Regions from separate parts of the Mus musculus genome. Here regions 2, 3, 4 and 5 are each linked to region 1. A link is a contact called in public HiChIP or PLAC-seq and promoter capture Hi-C data. All regions are on one chromosome and are shown on one strand. The core of a region is the stretch at or near the end of the contact, and the rest is flanking DNA. Distances in the headings are between cores, read along the strand shown.

Region 1 (3,804 bases), core at 377-2,876:
CATCCCGTTTCTCACCCCACGTCTGTTGTCCCACACAACCTTCCTCACTTTCCCCTTTCCAATTCCCCCAAGGCCCTACACCCACACTTCTGGCCACTGTGCCACTGAAATGGCACTAGGGTCCCAGTGGCTGTCATCGTCCCCAAACCACTGCTATCTGACCTCTGCCACATTTCCCAAACTGCTGACCACCCCTCACCAGGGTCAGATTCTCTCCTTCAGCTTCTGAGACATTTCCATCACCTGGTGCCCCTCTCTCCCATCTCCCCAAGAACCCTTACAAGACTCCCCAACTTCAGTCTCTTCCTAAGGTTCTCGTCAGTAGCGAGTCCACGACACAACAGTTAGCATTCTATAGACTGAAACCACACTTCACCCTTAACTAATTATCACCTTGACTCCAGCTGCCATACCAAGTGTTGGACGTCTCCACAAGCATTTCAGATATGGCCTTCTTTCTCTCTCAACACACGCGCCTGTCAAGCCATCTATCATGTTAGAGCACCCTCACTCACACGTGACATTACCAGTGAATCATAGTGCTACCAGACGGAAACTACCAAACTTAAGTGGTAGGGAGCAGCAATGACTGGTACAAACTATTCATCCCTAGTTCCTCCCATATTTGATATTTTCAAACATTACTTTTCAGACAGACCCTACTAGGAAGCAGAATCTCCCTAGTGCCCTGGGATAGCTTCTAAATAGTGAAAAGGAGAGTGGTTTTTTAAAAATTATTACTGGGTCTACAGAGCAAAGTGATTTTCATATTAAAAATAAAGAAAGCAGAGTAAGATACCCTCTTTCAAAAGGAGAAATAAAGGAGCATATAATAAAATCCTCAGGTAATACGCAGCATTTAGTAAGCAGCTTTGGGATTTATATTCATGAAGTAGGGCTTGTTAACGTTGTTTGATGGTAATAACAGGCGCTGTTTCTCACCTCAATAGACGCCAATTAACTTTTCTCGACCATGTGGCTGTAATTTTAGTTCCTACCCTGGATTCTCCTCACTTCCTAAGAGGTTACTTTTCTTACTTGGCAGTTTACTCACCACCTTAAAAACCCTTCACTTGCCAATCGGCCATTTATTCCGTAAATCTGAATGACAGAAAAGAGATGGAAGAGGGTGGGGATGCTAAGCACCTCTTGAAGGGGCAGAGCAAAGGCTACATACAGTGCCAGAAATGGAGAAGGATGGGAGTTGGAACAAGCACAGGGTGGAGGGCTGACATTAGGCAGGGACTGGGACGGAGGATGCTATCTCTGAGCAGGTGGTGTGCATAGGGAGAAGACGTGGAGCTGGGACTGGGAAGGAGGGGGTGGGGAGCGGTGACAGACAGGCGACAGGACAGGAGACGCAAAAGGCTGAGGCTGAGAGAGACGGGACGCCGAGGGAAGGGAGGCTTGCAGCCGCGTCCCGGTCGCCGGGACACTTACTCGGGTCCCTCTTCAGGGCGCCGGGGGTCTCCTCCCGCAGGTGAGGGAATAGGAAGTCGCGCGCGGACTGCAGGTCCTGGAAGGAGCAGAACTGGACGATGGAGCAGGCCATGGCTGCAGGGACCCCGCCTCGCGGGGCTCGTGGTCCCTAGCCACGCCCGGGCCACTCCACCCGAAGGCTGACAGCACGGAGCCCCGAAAGCTTCAGCTACCCTGGGGGGGCGGGGACGCCAGACCGGAAGCTGTCAGCACTCCTCGCGAGGGGAGGGTGCTACGCATGCGCGGGACGCCCCGAAGCTGCGCGTGCGCGGGCCGAGCGGGAGCCGAGGGAGGGTGCAGCTTCGGACACGTGACTCGCGGTCTTGTGGCGGAGAGTTAGACGTGGAGCCTGGCCGCATTCTTTCTTGGGCGAGCTTGTCCCGTCATTCTGGCCTTCCTCCAAAGGTGATCTAATTGAACTTTGCGGGGGCCATTGAGTCACCCAAACAATCTTGTTGGTGTGCTTCTACGGACACGACCTAGATCGTTCGCAGATCAGGCGGTTTAAGCTGAGTGTGGGCAGGTGCCTGAGAACTTCGTAATTTTGTTTGTGCTTTTGTTTTTTTTTTTTTTAATGTGGAAGGCTATCCTCAGCACCTATACCCCAACTCCCAAAAGAGTCTGCGGCGCCTATGCCTGTAATCCTTCCTACCTCAGTCTGAGGCAGGTGAATTTCTGGCTGTTGAAGCCACTATCCTGGGCTACAATGCAAAAACAGTGTCTCAAGTAACAAAGCGATGGAAAGCAGCTCCTTAAGGGCTCGTATTAAATAAATACTCCTATCTATAAGTTGCCACGGTTCTGTGAAAGCCCGATGTAGTAACAGGACCAGCGCAGTATTGAATGGTGCTCTGTAATCGTCCGTTTGCCTTTTCATCCGTTTGTTCATCTAACCGCCCAACAAGTATTTGTTAGTGTTTTCCGTGCCAGCCACACTCTAGGCACAGAGCTTCGGAACAGAAAGGGACACATTCCTACGGAACTAAAAAGCTAGTGACTAACACAGGCCAAGTGAAGCAATTACTTACTCAGCTAACTAAAACTGAGAGAATGCTAGGCGGGAAAGAACAACAAAACAGCACGGCAGAACAGAGCTGGGGAGACTGACCCTGTACTTTTCCTTTGGGTTTTGGATAAGGAAAGCACCATCCTTATAGACTCCTGGAGGACTGGGGATCCGTTTAACCCCTTAAATACCTGGTCTCTAGCATGGGATCTGGCACCCAGTTGAGTCCTTGATAAATACTTACTGAAGTATATACACATAAATTAAAGACCAACCTGAGTCTTTTACTTGGATTTGAAAGTACATTTCCATATCTTGCCCAGTTAGACTGTCATAAATATCTTCAAGGAGTCTTGTTTCTTTGATTGTTTGAGATAAGGTCTAGCCATGTAGTCCAGGTTAGCCTCAAACCTTCAATTCCCCTCAATGTCCAAGCACTGGGATTATATGTGTGTACTGTACCATGGCTGACTTCAAAAGAATGTGTTATCCTAATTTTGTAAATGAAAAAAAAAATTGCTCTGTCTCTGATGAAGCTCTTGAAACCCATTTAGCTTACTTTCTTTTTTTTCTTTTTTTTTAAATTAGGTATTTATTTCATTTACATTTCCAATGCTATCCCAAAAGTCCCCCACACGCTCCCCCACCCACTCCCCCACCCTCCCACTCCCACTTCTTGGCCCTGGCGTTCCTCTGTACTGGGGCATATAAAGTTTGCATGATCAATGGGCCTCTCTTTCCACTGATGGCCGACCAGGCCATCTTCTGATATATATGCAGCTAGAGACAAGAGCTCCAGGATACTGGTTAGTTCATATTGTTGTTCCACCTATAGGGTTGCGGATCCCTTTAGCTCCTTGGTTACTTTCTCTAGCTCCTCCATTGGAGGCTCTGTGATCCATCCAATAGCTGACTGTGAGCATCCACTTCTGTGTTTGCTAGGCCCCTTAGCTTACTTTCTGAGATGTGTAAAAGCAAAAAAGATGGGCTGGAGAGATGACTTAGTGGCTGCCCTCCCAGAGGTCCTGAGTTCAATTTCCAGCAACCACATAGTGGCTCACAACCATCTGTAGTGTGATCTGATGCCCTCTTCTGGTGTATCTGAAGACAGCATACTCACATATAAAAACACTTAAAAAAAAAAAAAAAGGCAAAACGGATATTATTTATTTCAGTGTTTATACTAAAGCCTGTAGGCACTATGTCCTAAAGGAAAGTGATGTGCAATCCAGTTAGAGAATATTAGAGAATATTACAGGAATAATTTTGAGTCTAAAAGATGGGGCACGGAGCTTTGGCTTCTGTCAGGTCTGTTGAAC
Region 2 (4,053 bases), core at 1,545-4,044, 2.9 Mb after region 1:
GCCAGGACAGCCGGAAAGGTAGCTTAGTGGTGGCATGCGAGCCTATCATATGGAAGTCCCTGGATCCCGAGTCCCTGTCTCCAAACAAGTGACTACGCACATAAGTAAACTGAAGGTGCCACTCACTTCCTGCCTCAGTTTATCCTAATATCAGCTCTAAAGGAAGATCTCATTCTCTTTCACATCTCCCAAGCACGAAACTAGACACAGGTGAATCTTGAGAAGTGTGTGTCCATCCCCTACTGGAAACTGCTGTCTTGTAAAGCACTCCTGATATCTGGCTGGCATGAAACTACATTTGGAATTCAGAATTTCTCCTCAGAGTGCACCTGTTCGTTTTGGTCGGTAACTCTATCCAAAATAAAGGCCGACTTTAAAAATTAAAACCAGACTACCATTTGCTTTGAAATTCTCTTTGTGAACACTTTTAGGGGCTGTGGCTATAACTGGATGGTGGAGTATGTGACTAGCACACACAGGGCCATGAGTTCAATTCCAAGTGCTTCCAATAACAATATTATCCTCAAACAAGCATGGGGAATGTAACGGTTGGAATCTCATGTATATAAAGAGAGAAAAATTGGAATGAGCTGAGTGGCAGGAACTGCTTAAAATTAGTCCCAAACTTGTATTCTGTGGTTCAGACCAAAAGATCTGAGCATTAATCGGTGGTCCTTATACGGAGAGTTATGGGGAAAGGATTGCAGTTTGTAGGATCCATTCACACAGCAGCTGTGTGTAAGGAGTGGATTGACAAACCACAAGAGCTGACTGAGGGGATGATGGTCCACTTTTACAGGATGCTCTGTAAGCTCTTTTTCATGTGAGAGTTTCTATAATGTACTTAACTCGTCTCCTCTTATAGAAATTCTATTTCAACTTAACCCATCAAGAAAGCTTCTAACTTTAATAAGTCTAGGTAGAAAATCATTTCCATTTAGACTAAATTGAAATTGGTTCTCTGAAGAGGTAGCAACGCCCTAAGCACAAAAGTAAAATTACAGTCTATTAGTAGGGAGAAAATCAACGCATTATGAATATGCAAACGTCTGGAAAACAGTTAGACATAAAATACATATTGAATACTAACCAGCCCTCTGTGATGTGCGTGTGGTTTGAATGTGCTCGAGACGGCTCATGCACCGGAACTTTGGTTATCCTGGATGAAACCTAAGAACTGGAATCATGGGAGTCAAAGACAGAATCAGTACAGGTTCAAGTCTGTACGTTAGTCACTTTTCTGTCACCGTGATAAAATACCAGGACGAAGGCAAGTTACAGAAGAAAGAGTCCATCATGGCGAGGAGACACAGCATGAAGTGGCAAGCATGGCGGGAGGAGCTGGAAGCTGAGAGACCACATCTTCACCCTCCAGCACAAACCACCAGAGAGCAAACTGGAAGTTGAGTGGGACTATAAGCAATCACTGTCTACTAGTGACACGCCTCCTTCAGCTAGGCCCCACCTCCCAAAGAAACCCCAAAGCGCAAGGCCAACTCAGAACTGAGTGTTCAAATATCTGAACTTGTAGGAAACAATCTTACCCAAACCACCACCAAGTCCAACCTGACTTTGTTTACTTCAGATGCAGAGTGTGTATTTTTATGCATGAAATAATACTACATTATGCTGGGTCACCTATGGGGCGTCCTAGTAAGAGGCACGTGATGATCTTTCCTCCCACAACTTGTGGTGGTACTCCTAATCATGTGATTATAAGCCTGTTCCCTGAATTTCTGTATCATACCTTTCTTATTTTGTGATTAATGCATTACATGAGAAGTGGGTTATTTTGAGACTACGTGCTACACCTTACCACAGGCTTGTCTTCTGGTTTTAGCATCTTTTCATTGGTTCTCACCTAAATTGATTCACAGAGAATAAAAGTCTTTTTTTTTTTTTTTTTTTTAAGCACACAATTCAGGTACTGGAGAGATGGCTTAGAGGTTAAGAGCACTGGCTATTCCTCCAGTGAGAAACAATGCACCCATTAACTGTCTGTTGTCTTCCACACTTCCCTTATTCCCAACTTCCACCAACCACGAATCCACTCTGTTTCAGTTAAGCAGTTGTAAACCAGCCAGTTGTTGGTGCTGGAAACCAAAGGCCAGTGTTGGTGCTGGAAACCAAAGGCCAGTGTTAGTGCTGGAAACCAAACTCGGGTCTTCTGGAAGTGCACCAAGTGTTGTAAGCTCGCTTGTGCTCTCTCTCTCTCTCTCTCTCTCTCGCCCCTGACTCTATGGACCTGCCTACATAGGGCATTTCACATAAAAGTAGTCGTATGGTGTGTGACTCTGTGTTTTTATTTCATTAATGTGCTTTCAGGGTTTACCTGTTGTCTTGTAGTTTTAAACTAGCGGTGTTTTATTCCTTTTTATATGCTGCAATTATCACTGTGACTCTTGGGAGATGCTGATCTAAATACAAATTTCCGTCTAAACTTATGAAGGTGATATGGTTTTTATCATCCTTTGGCGAGTTGCTTTTAAAGAAAACTGCTCCATTGTCGTTCCTTTTATCAGATGAAAGGGACTATGACGACCGCCTTTCTTAGGGTTTGCGGAATCCTTGCTCGTTTCCACTCTAACAAGGCAGTCTCCGATTTTAAAGAGCTACAACGACCACCTCTCTTGAAGTGTGCACTATCTTCCCTCCTTTCCGATGGACGCACCGAAAGCTCGCCTCTCTTTCCAGCTGTCATCCCACGAGCTCCTCCCTCTCCTTAAGCTCCCCCCCCCCCAGGAGGAGGAAGTGACGCACAGGAAGTGTCCCGATCCCCTTACATTGGAGGAAGGAATCAAACTCCCAAGATGGCGGCGGCGTCTGAGGAGCGGATGGCTGAGGAAGGAGGCGGCGGCCACGGCGACGGCGGCTCCTGTTCGGCTGCCGGCTCCGCTCAGCGACAGCCCCCGGCGCCCCCGTCGCAGGCCCCGCCGCCCGGGTCCCAGGCACCCGCCGCGCCCGCGCTGGCACCGGACCACCTGCCCCAAAACAACACACTGGTGGCGCTGCCCATCGTAGCCATCGAGAACATCCTCAGCTTTATGTCCTACGACGAAATTAGCCAGCTCCGCCTGGTGAGGGCCGAGGCCTGGGGAGGACCGGCGAGGGCGGCGCGTTCCTGGGGAGGGAGCCCCGCCGGCTCGGGACACGGAGCGCGCGCGTCCCCGGCAGCCGGGAAGTGGCGCTGGCGACGGCCGGCGGGGTGCTTGCTGCTGCCGCGCTGGCATCGCGACCGCCGGGCGGGCGAGGCTCCGCTCTGCGCCTCGCCCCGCCCCGAGGGTCTCCTCGCCCCTAGCCCGGGACGCGCCCGCCTGCGAGAAGTAACGGAGCGGGGCTTGGTGCCCTCCGCCCGGCTGGACCGGCGACAGGGACTCCCGAAGGGGCAGGCGCCTGCCTCGACTGCCCGCTCGGGCTCTGGAGTTCACTCCCAAGTGGGCAGAGGATCCCAGCCAGGCTTGGGTTGTGTTGCAAGAATAGTGTGTATTGTCCCTCCAACCCAGGCTTTCTGCTTGAAAAGGATGAAGGGGGTTTGGCTGTCCCCCCCCCACCCCCCCCCGCTCCCCCTTGAGCCCCAGTTGCGGTTCTAAGATTGCAGTTGTGTTGTGCGTTTAAAACCCCAGAGCCTTAGTTGCTCACTAAAGTAGAGCCCTGGGAGATGATGACCTGACTGGCTTTGCCTCCCTGACACTCCTTACTATAGCGAAGCAACTTGTCCCCTTGTCAAGCTATTACCCCCTCCCGCTTGTTTGCTTTTTTTTTTCAAATGTGCTTCAAGCCCACCCTCCTGCAGTCGGAGTGGTTTACTTATTATACCCTAAAAATAACACATTGTCCTAGCCAAAATTTAAAAAGAAAAAAAATTGCCATTGGAATTTTACTACATCCCTGAGGTTTGACCGAAGATTTGATGAATTACTTGGTTCAGGAAGATATCTCACTTCCTACCGGGGTATTTCCCCTTAGGTGGTTAGGAAATTGGAGGAGGTGGACATTTTGAAGTGGTTGTGAGCTGGTTTGATGTAGTCACTTAAATGTGCTCGGGATTGTTGA
Region 3 (4,043 bases), core at 1,159-3,658, 2.5 Mb after region 1:
GCCCAGAGCCCTCTCTTCCGGCCCCTCAGAAAGCTTTCTCATTGTGTTTCACCAGTGCGTCTCAGACATTGTTTCTGGTTCGGTGTTGCATTTGCTAGTCAGGAAGGATTAACTGTGAAGAAGAGACCTTCCCTCAGAGAGGGTGTGGCCAAGCCTTCCTCCCGATGACCCACATAAAAACAAGCCCAAGGAAAAAGCAACTCTGCTGGCCGGCCTTTGCTTCACAGTGGTTGTGTGTGCTCTGACCTTCACCTGCACACTGGGGCACACTCAAGTGCACAAACACACGCATAGACACAGTGGCCTGCCATGATTTTAGTACTCAGCTTTATATTTGTTATTGCACATATTTGTGTGTGCACACACATACTTGAGTGTGCCACAGTCTGCATGTAGAGGCCAGAGCAGATGTTGTGGGAGTTGGCTGGTTCTTTCTACCATGTGGGTCCCAGAGATCAAACCCATCATATAAGACCTGACAGCGAGTACCTTCACCCGCTGAGGCCCACCTTTTATAAGGGCTATGTAGTGTGAAGTGACCACGGGCATTCTGAGTTACGGCCGCTGTGATTGCTCCTGGGTAGCCTCGACTGGCTGCCTCACATGGTCTTTAAGGCTTTCAAGCATGTAAAAGCTTTTGACCTTGTGGCACAACATTGTCATCTACAAAGCGGATACTTGATAACTGGTTAATGGAGTACACACACACACACACACACACAAACAAACACACAATAAAGTTTTAAGTTAGCCATTTTATATAGGGCTGCATTTATAGTTAGTGAGGAGGTGGCCTCAGATCCACAGGTGGAGCGTATCTTCATGAATAAGCCAATAGGAAGACTTTTACAAGTTGTACCATGGGTACCAGGCATCCTTGATATTGCTGTGAGATAGACCAGGTACACTCTGACTTGATTGAAGTCACTTTAGTCCTGACCACTATCAAGTCTCCTACTTCTAACCCAAATCAAGGGAAATCTGCTGTTCACATTGCTCCCTCGGACCACACATTTGCCAGCGAGTCCCAACCAAATCATACTTAGCGCTGTCCTGGTCTGCCTGCTCCCGCCTTCTGCCTCACAGCATATTGAAGCTGTTCTTACAAACTGGAATGATGTTGTGGAACAAGTTTACCAACGTCTTTTACAGGGGCTCTGCCCTCACGGATCAATCATCTGTGGATGGTCCCAGACCCTTAGTTCCACCATCATGGCCTGACCCTGAGGTCCACCATCATGGTGGTTTAATGCCAAAACGTGCAGTTTGGAGGCATATATTCAGACCATAGCAACCCTAGAGGAGGGTAAACCCAGTCTTAGCTTGACCCGACAGAACCTGAGAGTCACTTTTCTGACATTTTACCCAAACTGGGTTAAAATTACATGAATCTAGTACATCTTTTCAGCTAGAAGTCTGCAGAAGAACTTTTAAATACAGTTAAGTGTTAAAAGCTTTAACTGGAACTTAGTAGGACACCATTTATTGACTGCATTCTGGTGGCAGGTGTTCCACACACTTCATTTCACCTCGCCTTCAAAGTAGCCCAGCTTTCCAGAACTTGGGCTCATGGGAGGAATGCGCTCAACATCACAGGGCTGAAAGCAGAAGATCCAGTCACTTGCCCTTTGGCAAGGTGGGGGGGGGGATCTCACAAAAGTTGGGGGGGGGGAGACAAATGGCCAATAAATGAAATCTTCGAGGGGCTATTTGAAAACAGTGCAGACAAAATTCATATTTTGATTTCTAAAAAAAAAAAAAAAAGCTGTAATTTACACATTAGAGGAAAACCAGAATTGCTTGTTGCTGTTCTAAAGTTCACAAAGGTAACTGTGAAAGCATCCCTTGGGCTTGCTAAGGCTCAGACCAGTGTGCTTCAGGGACCGTTTCCTTTCCACACCTTACATGCACAGAAGGCTTAGTGAGGTTGGTGAGCTGCTTAGCCAGGTAAGGGCACTTGTCTCAAAGCCTACATTCGATCCCTGGGACTCAGATGGTGTAAAGAAAGAACCAACGCCTACAAGCTGTCCTGAGCTGCCCACACACCAGTCATGGCTTCTACATGTCCATCCTCACAGACACACATAGAACAAACATAAAAATAGAGACGTGACTCCAAAGGACAAGCAAAATCCCCCTTCCTCAACACTACACTTTGCCCCTCTCTCCCACTAAACTCTTTAAGTTGGAGCCCTTGGCCTGGAGCTTCCACAATCCACTAATGGAAACACTGATGCTGTCACGATTCTATACACCACCCTTGTTTCCTAGACTTCCAGCCAGCTCATCAAAGGCCAGGTGCACTGAGGCCTTTAAAGACCAGATGGCACCAGGATGCATTGTGAAGTGGCAGGAGCGTCACAGGCCACATGGATCACAGGATCTGAGCGTGGGCTGGGTGTCTGCAGTGGCCCCCTGAAGGTCCGTCGACCTTCTGTAGACTCTGGGCCAGCCGGGAAGGGAGCATGGCCGGTTTCCATCTCTTCTCCCCACGGTCCTATGGGGAGCTCGGGGAACCCTTGCTAGCTGGAGAGCAGGAGTTCGCAGCCCAGCTGGGCTGGTCTGAGTTGTCTCTGAGTCCCTGGGCCCAGACTCCTGGCGCCGAGATCGAGACCGAGGTGCCCTGGGTGCACCCAAAGTGTTCGCCCACTGGGCGGTCCCGCCGGCGTGGGTATATGACCTTGCCACGAGAAAGCCACAGCCTGACATACGTGGCCCGAAGACCCTCGGACCGAGCCAGGAAGCACAGGTCCGGCAGCCTCTGCCTGGAAGGAGCCTGCGGGGAGGCACCAACCAAGTCCAGCAGAACCTGGCAGCAGCAGCAGCCGCCACGGGATCAACCCAGCCCGCGCTACCCTGCAGCCCGGGGAGATTCATCCCTGCAGTACATCCGGGAAGCTTTCAGTCCCCCGAATGCTGGAACGTTGCTTGTAGAAAACACACACCCTGGAGACCGGTGGGCAGTGCCGGTGGGCAGACGTGTAGGTCTCTGGTCTCCTTCCTCGGTTCTCACCGACAAGTCCTCTGTTCACTCCCTAGAGTTATGTAAGCAATCCACCCAGAATAGGAGTAACCGCGACCTGACTGAGTCCTTAAACAAGTATGACTGTCCCTCTGCCTCCTGCAAAGAGAAGAGTAGCCAGCACGCTCAGGTCCTCAAGAGCAAGCTGGACGAGACGGTTATATCTTTGAGGGACCAGAAGATCTTGGCCCTGGTGCTGAGCAGGCTCAAGAAGGCCCAGAGGATGCGAGAGCTGCAGCAACAGGCTGCAGTCGCCTGGGAAGAGCTGAAGCGCTCAGACCAGAAAGTTCACTTGACCCTCGAGAGAGAGCGCAAGCTGCTGCTGCTGCAGAGCCAGGAGCAATGGCAAGGACAGAGGGAACAGCACAAGCCTCAGAGGGGCCATGGCCATGAGCAGCCTCACCAGGGTTACAAGCAGCAGGGACCGCGGCGCGACCGCCAGGCAAGGAGCGCTGTTCGGTCAGAGAACGAGAGTGAGTGGATGGTTCAAGCTGACAACCCGGAGATCCGAGGCCTGGCCAAGATGGACAAGGTGCAAGCGCAGGCCGAGCATCTCAAACAGTGCCAAGTGCAGAGTCTGCGGGAGCAGGAGAGGGTGCTGCAGAGTGTTCGGGACCTGAACAGGCTGCAGCTGCAGAAGAGGCTGGAGATAGCGGGTCACAAGAGGGAGCATGTGATGATGGAGAGCCCGAAGAAGCTCCAGGAGAGCAACCTGAGCACGGTTGTCAACTTCCAGGCCCGCAAGGTTCTCATGGACTGCCAGGCCAAGGCGGAGGAACTCCTCAGGAAGCTGTCGCTGGAGCAGAGTTCCCAGAGCTCCCAGAGCTACCAGGACATCCAAAAGGGTCTGGTGAAGGAGCAGAGGCACAGAGAGCAGCAGGCAAAGGCCCAGACTGAGGCAGAGCAGTTCCAGAGAAGGAGATGGCATGCCGAGGAGGCAGAGGAGCTGCTCCAAGTGAGCAAGCGGGTGCTGGCAGAGCTGGCTGAACAGAAGAGCAGGCAGGCCAGGAGTCATGCGCAC
Region 4 (3,890 bases), core at 1,278-3,777, 2.0 Mb before region 1:
CTTGAGTACATTAGGGCGATGGGGAATTTAAGTACACTAGGATCATACTGCAGATCGCTTAGAGTAGTTATTTAAATTATCTTCGCCTCTGCTGTCACCTTATCTAGGCCATAAAAAATGTATGGTGCCAATCACTGAGGATTTACATAAGATGGCATACACAGATAGAACCAAGGCCAGTTAACTACTTAGTGGTAGCAACAGCCAATAGCATGGGGATTTCACAACCTGGATAAAAGAATCGTGAAAGGCATTTCAAAGAATGAAACAAAAAAACTGTATTAAGAAATATCAAAGCCTGGGCAAGGCAGCACGTGCCTGTAGTTCCTGTACTGGGGAGGCTGAGACAGGACAACTTCTAGGAGGAAATCAGCCTGGGCTATAGAGCAAAATTCAGCCTCAGAAAGGGAAAGAGAGCCAAGAGGAAAGGGAGATTGCTGGTGAAGAAGGGAAGGCAGGAGGGGAAGACAACAGTGGACTGGCATGCACACTAACTAGAAAAGAAAGGTCCTGGTTTTGTGTAACACGCTTCTTCGGACAGTTAAGACTCATTTTAAGGTGGCCAGTGGTGGCACACACCTTTGATCCCAGCACTTGGGAGGCTGAGGCAGGCAGATTTCTGAGTTCAAGGGCAGCTTGTTCTACAGAATGAGTTCCAGGACAGCCAGAGCTACACAGAGAAACCCTGTCTCAAAAAAAACCAAAGAGAGAGAGAGAGAGAGAGAGAGAGAGACTGACTCATTTTAAGACTTTCTTTCAAAAGCACCAGCTGATAGGTGCTAATGATATTCTGGTCTCACTCATTACAAAAGATGAGTTGTTTAGCAAGTAAAAACACTACTGCAAGTAACTCCAGTTTAGAGTAATAGCGCGTCAAGTAATAGCCAGTAATACACAGCGCTATCTATGCATGATAGGAGACAGAAAGCACAATGAAGAATAAATGGGGTCACCGGTTGGTTTGTGTGTTTATGTCAACTAGCACACAAATGACTTCCTTTCTATTAGGACCAGACCAATCTACTGAACACTTCCGTTCCTTACCAGGCTCTGAACATTGAAGCATTAAGTACACTTTAGAGGAAACACCAGGATGTAGGGAAGTTCCTTTATCTTGTTTTCTGTGGTGGTTCCTACCACATGTACAACTGCCAAAGCTAAGAAAAACTAGTGCATTGTGACCTGCGTCTCTTGTTCCAAGCTGAGTGCAACAATTACAATTGCTCATTTAAAAAGCTTCTCCTGGGCTGGTGAGATGGCTCAGTGGGTTAGAGCACCCGACTGCTCTTCCGAAGGTCCAGAGTTCAAATCCCAGCAACCACATGGTGGCTCACAACCATCCGTAACAAGATCTGACTCCCTCTTCTGGTATCCCTGAAGACAGCTACAATGTACTTACATATAATAAATAAATAAATCTTTAAAAAAATAAAAATAAAAATAAAAAAAAAAAATAAAAAGCTTCTCCTAGTATTCTAACTGAAAATCGTGAGAACTTAAAAGCTACAAGAAAAACAACACTGGTTAGAAATGGTCTCTAGAGAGGAACCAAATAAGCCATCTGACCTAAGATATTCTTTTAACTTTTCAGTTATCGGTGATGCTAAACAATCAGACATCACAGCCCACTGGCAGGAACTTTAAAAATCACAGTTCTTGACTTACTGGTCAGATTTTTATGTTTCAAGATGGACCGCAAGACATCTACTTTCTTGTTACACTAACGTTTCTCTGAAAAGCGTTGGAACAAACGGGGGGTGGGGGTGGGGGTGGAGGTTGGGCGACCAGGGTTTTCAACTAGAAAATCCAAAACTGAGCTATCATCTCTGGTACTCAGGGGCACAGGACAACTTTGCCTCTTAAATTTTCTGTACCTGCGAGTCTCCTACAGCAGGGATGTCATTAAAGATCAAGTGTGATTTGCGAAAGCAGTTTGGAAACTTACAGCAGTGGACCAGGGTACCCTAAAGACAAATTCCAACCTGGGGCTACTGGAAAACGCCCCTTTCCCATAAACTAGGACAGAGCCTCCAGGGCGGTGGAAAACTTCTAGGCTTTACACGAACCGAGCTGCGCAGGGAGTACAAGAGCCTGGTGTCTCTGCTACTAAGAAACTTCTGGGACTGGGAATTTCTGTGATCTTGTCAACCACGGAATCTAGTACAATGTGGCCGGTTTGGCAGGGACAACGGGAACGCGGCCTGAAGAAACTTGGTGCACGGCCGTCTCTGACCCGGAGCCCCGCGAGCTGCTCGCCGGCTCGCTCGCCCCGTTCCCAACCGCCCGCCGGGCTCACCAGCTCTTCCCGGCGGCGGTTCCGATCGCTGGGCGCCCGTCGGCCCCAAACATCAACGACACCCGGGAGCGCGGCCTCGAGGCTCAGGCCCGAGGACCGACTCCAACTCCCGCAGCCCCGGCCAATTCCACACAGGACTTCAGCATTTTGAGAGCAACTTCCGGAAGCCGGCTGGAGGCGGAAACCGGAAACCGGAAGCGACCATTCGCTCACCTTAGCCTACCCTGACCCTTCCCATCAGCAGCTCGAAATTCCAGGAGAAAGGGGCGAGTCGACTCAAGTCTGGTCTCACGTGTACAAATCCGATTTCTCTGTCCAGTTGCTTGAAACTGAAACAGAGTGAAAGGAAAGGCCGATAAGTCGGAAGTGACCTTGGTTCAGCCCAGTTGCCATGGAGACTAATAGTAACAATTTTGGTGAACTCCAGGAGTTGAAGGACATGGCTACTTTAGCCAAGCTGCTGGCGCGGGCACCCTTTCTAGAAAGTCAGTACTACTTTAGGAACCGGTGAGTAGTGAAGAGAGGGGTCTCAGAAGATGTTTACTGTTAACAAATTACTTAATTCAGGAAATAATTCTAAATTCTTCTTCTCCCCATGGGGATTCAAACATGATCAGAAGTTTATATATATATATATATATAATCAATCACAAGTGGATTATATATACATTGACAAGTCATTAATAAGTTAATATTCTCTAAGGAAGATCCCAGAATAGAGAATTATTAAGGGCCGCCCTAAATGAAGTAAACCCCGACTGGGGAAACAGGCAGGAGGATGACTGTGAGTCCAGTCCAGCCTGGGCAACACAGAAAATTCAAGGCTGCCCTGGGCAACATTTGGGAGTCTTCCTCAAAATACTGTTTTGTTTTGTGGGGCTTTTTTTTTTTCGACATTTTAAAATAATCACTGAGAAATTTGGTTTGGTGAAACCTATTTTATACAATGTAGGTCTAGTGGCCTAATTAACGTTAACCAGGCTTACCCAGGTAGTTCCATGAATTCAGAATATCAATGTCCAAATGGGAATTTGAGCTTCACTTAATCTCACAAACATCACAGAATTCAATTCATCTGTGATTCATTTGTCCAAGTGAAGTTTCTATACCATTGTGACAAGATAATTGGTACAGTAAATGGGCAAGAGCTAAGGCAGCATTCTCACCCCCCACACCTAAACTTCCTCTCCATGAAAAGGGGACATTGAAACTAGAAGCAATGGCCCAGTGGTTTTCAAAACTTAGAAGGAATCACAAAAAGTACATTACAAAAAGTGTGATAAATTATAGCAGACCAGCAGTGACCAAGTCAGTGTGAGAAAGTCCTGATAAGCTATTCTTATCCTAACATACATCTCAACTATAGTTTTGCTATTTCATCGTGAACCTCTAGCAACTACAGTGATAATTCAATCTTGTAACTTTTGTGAGAAACTATGGATTTTCTTGCTAGAAGTAGGCCAATGTTGCTTTTTTTCTTGCCTCTTAGTTTAACCATTATTTCAGCCTGTACTGTCTTGCTTCCTGAAATGGAATAGCTACAACAGTTATTTAGTGAATAATCACATTACCGAAGCTTCCAATTAATCATCTT
Region 5 (3,516 bases), core at 642-3,141, 2.2 Mb after region 1:
CCCCACACCCTACCTCTTGGAGTTATCAGACACCGCTATATGGTTTTGCCTTGACTTCGTTCTAATTGTCTCACAGGTGTGGGGTTTTATCTTCCCAGCTACACCTGGACAGTTCAGAACCGTGGGAGCCATGCTCCAACCTTGTCTTTGTCCCACAGAGCTGAGGACATCATAGGCTGTGGCTCACAGCTCAGAAAACTATGGTACCAGGGCGGGGAGGCCCCAACGCCTGGAAGGTCTGTCACCACATTCTTTTCCACAAACTGAAGAAGAAGCAAACACGTCAGGGGACAGGAATTTGGCAGGGCAGGAACTCTTGCTCCATAGGACTAAAAGCAAGGGAGGGCAGACACAATAACTGCTTCCAATCCTCAGCAGAGCTACAAAGCTGAAGAAGCCGCCACCAGGAGTTATCCAAGAACCCTTTGTGTTAGAGACATCGCCCCAGGAGAGGGCTTTCCTCCTCAGACAAAGCTAAGACCCGACGAGATTAGCTTTGCAGTCACACAGTGGAATCAGAAAGGTTTGAGCAGCAAAGGATAGAAGAGAGTGAACCTGGGCCATCAATTAGGATGGAAGTGTCTTCCAGGATGTCCATCAAGCCCATATGAATGAACTAAGTCATCCTGATTACTATAATAGGGACTCTTCTTGTACCGCCCCATCATTAACGTTGGCCTGGACCCCTCGTCGGGGGCACCCCAAGAATCCTACCACAATGTGAAAGGCTAAGCATTTAGCATAGCAGAACCCAGGGTTCCCTCCTGACTGCATAGCATGCTGGATGTTCCTCACGATTGGTTTCTGCCCCCAAAGAATAAGGTGAACAGAGTCAAGATCTACACACCTTGAACAAACTATTCAGAGTTGTGTCCTCTGAGGAAAGGCAGAGGAAAGAGACCAAGCCACATGTGTGTGACAGTGGCAGGTCAGCATCCACACCCCCTTCCAGGTACGGGACAGGAGGAATGCATTGTTCATGTGCTTGAGGGGGTTAACCCTCAATAACACTTCATAAAAGGCCCTGCGGTTAAGCTGCAGGCCCATGCCGCACAGCGCTAGACTGCCGTGTTCCAGACACTAGCTAATTACAAGGCTAGCCCACCAATGGGAGAAAGCAATCCCCATGCATTCCCATTCCTCAAGGTCTCAGCAGCCTTCCTGGGGAGACTTTCTCTCTCCCAAGACAACCAACCACCCCACTTCAGGAAACAACCACTATTCCAGCCGTGGTGGTTTACGGAGCAGAGCCATGACTGTAATGGCTGTAATTGCCAAAGGCTGATGGAGTTCTTTCTTCACAGCCTCGGGGCCAGCTGCCCTACTTCTCCCTGCCCCGGAGGGTGTCCAAGGACTTCACTGACTGCAGTGTCTTTTTAAGGTGTCCATAGCTCAATTGATGGTGACTGTCGACTTCCTCTTTCCAAGGAAGACAGCAAGAGAACGGACTCCGCGCGCGTTAAATACCTGTCTCTTCCAGAGGGTGGGGCCAAAGGTGAAAGCCAGAAGAGAGAACTAGGGAACCTTGTCCCAAAGCCAGCATGCAAGTGACTTGTCAATCCTAGAATTGTCCCGCTGGGCACTCTGCTTACTCTCAGCTCGCTGGGCCGAGGGACCCCAGTTTCCGTGGCACTGAGTGGCAGAGAGCACAGGCAGGAAAGAGAGTTGAAAGGGTTCAGGACGAAGCCAGGAGGAAGAGAGAGGGGCGGGGGCACTAACGTGTCCAGCAACGTCCCGGGCCCCTTCCGGTCTCAGGGAACCCCCTGCTGGACCCCTTGCAACTACAAGGCTCTCACCTCCCAAGCGGGATTCCCACAACACAGGCTCCAGGACTGACCTCACTCGGCTCCAGGCACCAAAGCTGCCGCTGGGCTCGGGAAAGCAGGAGAGCGGGGAGGAGAGGGAAACACCGCCCGCTGCTGGAGCCCCGCCCACAACTCTTGATCAGGCTTTCTCTGTGGACCATGCTTGTCTTTTCTGAGTTCTGGGCAAAGTACCTCAGCCTAGGTACCTCTCTGCTTTCTTGCCAGGGAGGAGACCTCTATCTCTGCTGCAATGACCTTGTAACTGAGGTAGGAAAGAAAGTAGAGCTGGGGCAGACGGTAGGTATTGGCTATCATGGAGCCCAGCACAGGAGGCAGAGGGCCTGTTGTGATTTTTGTAGCTACCCCTAACTGTCCATCGAGATAACATAGGCCTGCACTGACCCAGGGAAGGCGGCCTAGATCCTATCCTGATGCACTGTACACACGGCCAGCGCAGCAAGTCCTGATCGGGGCAGTTACTTCTGTTCTTGCCTGTGCTCTTTGATCTGTGCCAAATCTTGAAGATATGATGCTGAGGGGTGAAGCTGGCTGTCATTTTGCCCTCTACTACTTGGCTACGCCTTCTATTTTAACTATTGAAGGTGTGTGTGTGTGTGTGTGTGTGTGTGTGTGTGTGTGTGTGTGTACACGCCCACACATGCACATCATTCATCAGGAGCTGTCTATCTTGTTTATTGAGTTATTGAGACAGGATCTCCCACTGGCCTGGAACTCACCAAAAATGCTAAGCTGGTTAACAAGCCCCAGGGATACTGGATGCTCTACCTCCCCAGCACTGGGGTTACAGGCAGGTACCATCACCATGCCTGTGGACTTTACTTGTGTGTTAGGGATTGAACTCTGGTCCTCATGCTTCCACAAGCACTATACCCCCTGCCCCATACTAAATATCTGAAGGTCAGATTTGGATCAGCAAAGGCTACTGCCTGTGACTGAAGGCCAGGGAAGGAAGTTGTGATTTCCCTCAGAGAACGCAAGAGCTTTCCGGCCTGTGAGCCCTTCTGGCTTCACTTCCCTTTTCCTTCCCACCCTCCACCTGCTCCTAGGAGGAGGGGGCGGGGTGTTGTGGGGTTGAGAGTTGATCTGCTTTCTGGAAAGGGACATGCTGAAGGAAAGAAAAGTCAGGAGCCTGCTGCTGCAGGAGTGTTAAAAGGAAGGGATTTGTATAGGAAGGTGGCGAAGTCAGTCGCTTTCTGGGGGTGAAACCCAGTTCAAGGACAGAAGTGTCACAGTCTGCAGTAAGACTGGGGTCGCATGGAGGTTGGGCAAAAGCTGACAGCTGCCTCTTGCAGCTGGGGTGTAATCCCAGGTTGATTCACACTCTCCAGCGTGGCCTGACAGCTAGGTGATATGATCAAGCAGGGCAGGAGAGATAGGTTAAAACAAAGCCCAGCACTTAATTACCAAGGAAGATCTCATTATACAGTCTTCTCAGCTCCCTCCTCGGCTGGCAGCTTGAAGCCCATGTGACAAGTTGCCTCAAGTGGCTCTCGAAAGCTGAGTGCAGAGGGATGGAACTGCAACCCTGCCTACCTGCTCTGCAGCTGGGAGGAGGAGGCTTGTAAGCCCAGGAGGTAGGGCCTTCCTATAATGTGGGTGGGACTGAGAACAATGCCAGGGAGGGCTGGGTGCCATTTACTGCCTTCCTAAAACCAGAGGGGATTTATCCCAGGAGTGCTAGGAATATGGA

Evidence for each region. Promoter capture Hi-C pulls out the DNA fragments that hold promoters and counts their contacts. HiChIP or PLAC-seq counts read pairs in DNA pulled down with a chosen protein or histone mark.
Region 2: a promoter capture Hi-C map of liver shows a contact between it and region 1, with 6 times the contacts expected there. The contact joins the promoter of Fbxo28 here to the promoter of Rab3gap2 in region 1. A contact is called at or near these places in 3 of 39 promoter capture datasets (hippocampal neurons, liver and pre-B cells) and 1 of 115 datasets of contacts at active chromatin or transcription factors (embryonic forebrain).
Region 3: a contact with region 1 is called in a promoter capture Hi-C map of hippocampal neurons, with 9 times the contacts expected there. The contact joins the promoter of Ccdc185 here to the promoter of Rab3gap2 in region 1. A contact is called at or near these places in 3 of 39 promoter capture datasets (embryonic stem cells, hippocampal neurons and stem cell-derived epiblast-like cells) and 1 of 115 datasets of contacts at active chromatin or transcription factors (embryonic stem cells).
Region 4: a contact with region 1 is called in a promoter capture Hi-C map of pre-B cells, with 2.3 times the contacts expected there. The contact joins the promoter of Spata17 here to the promoter of Rab3gap2 in region 1.
Region 5: a contact with region 1 is called in an H3K27ac HiChIP or PLAC-seq map of embryonic stem cells, with 9 times the contacts expected there. The contact joins the promoter of Tlr5 here to the promoter of Rab3gap2 in region 1. A contact is called at or near these places in 1 of 39 promoter capture datasets (pre-B cells) and 1 of 115 datasets of contacts at active chromatin or transcription factors (embryonic stem cells).

Annotation. Positions count from the first base shown.
Region 1 is chr1:185,201,990-185,205,793 of GRCm38.p6, reverse strand. It overlaps Rab3gap2 (RAB3 GTPase activating protein subunit 2), which reads right to left and starts at 1,626. Exons shown (of 35, transcript NM_001163754.1): 1 at 1,441-1,626. The coding sequence starts at 1,552.
Region 2 is chr1:182,340,347-182,344,399 of GRCm38.p6, reverse strand. Fbxo28 (F-box protein 28) reads left to right here and starts at 2,794. Exons shown (of 5, transcript NM_175127.2): 1 at 2,794-3,077. The coding sequence starts at 2,811.
Region 3 is chr1:182,747,545-182,751,587 of GRCm38.p6, reverse strand. Ccdc185 (coiled-coil domain containing 185) reads left to right here and starts at 2,408. Exons shown (of 1, transcript NM_001033547.2): 1 at 2,408-4,043. The coding sequence starts at 2,466.
Region 4 is chr1:187,214,083-187,217,972 of GRCm38.p6, reverse strand. Spata17 (spermatogenesis associated 17) reads left to right here and starts at 2,527. Exons shown (of 10, transcript NM_028848.3): 1 at 2,527-2,803. The coding sequence starts at 2,688. Gpatch2 (G patch domain containing 2) reads right to left here and starts at 2,462. Exons shown (of 10, transcript NM_026367.4): 1 at 2,297-2,462. The coding sequence starts at 2,349.
Region 5 is chr1:182,953,163-182,956,678 of GRCm38.p6, reverse strand. Tlr5 (toll-like receptor 5) reads right to left here and starts at 1,891. Exons shown (of 4, transcript NM_016928.3): 1 at 1,797-1,891.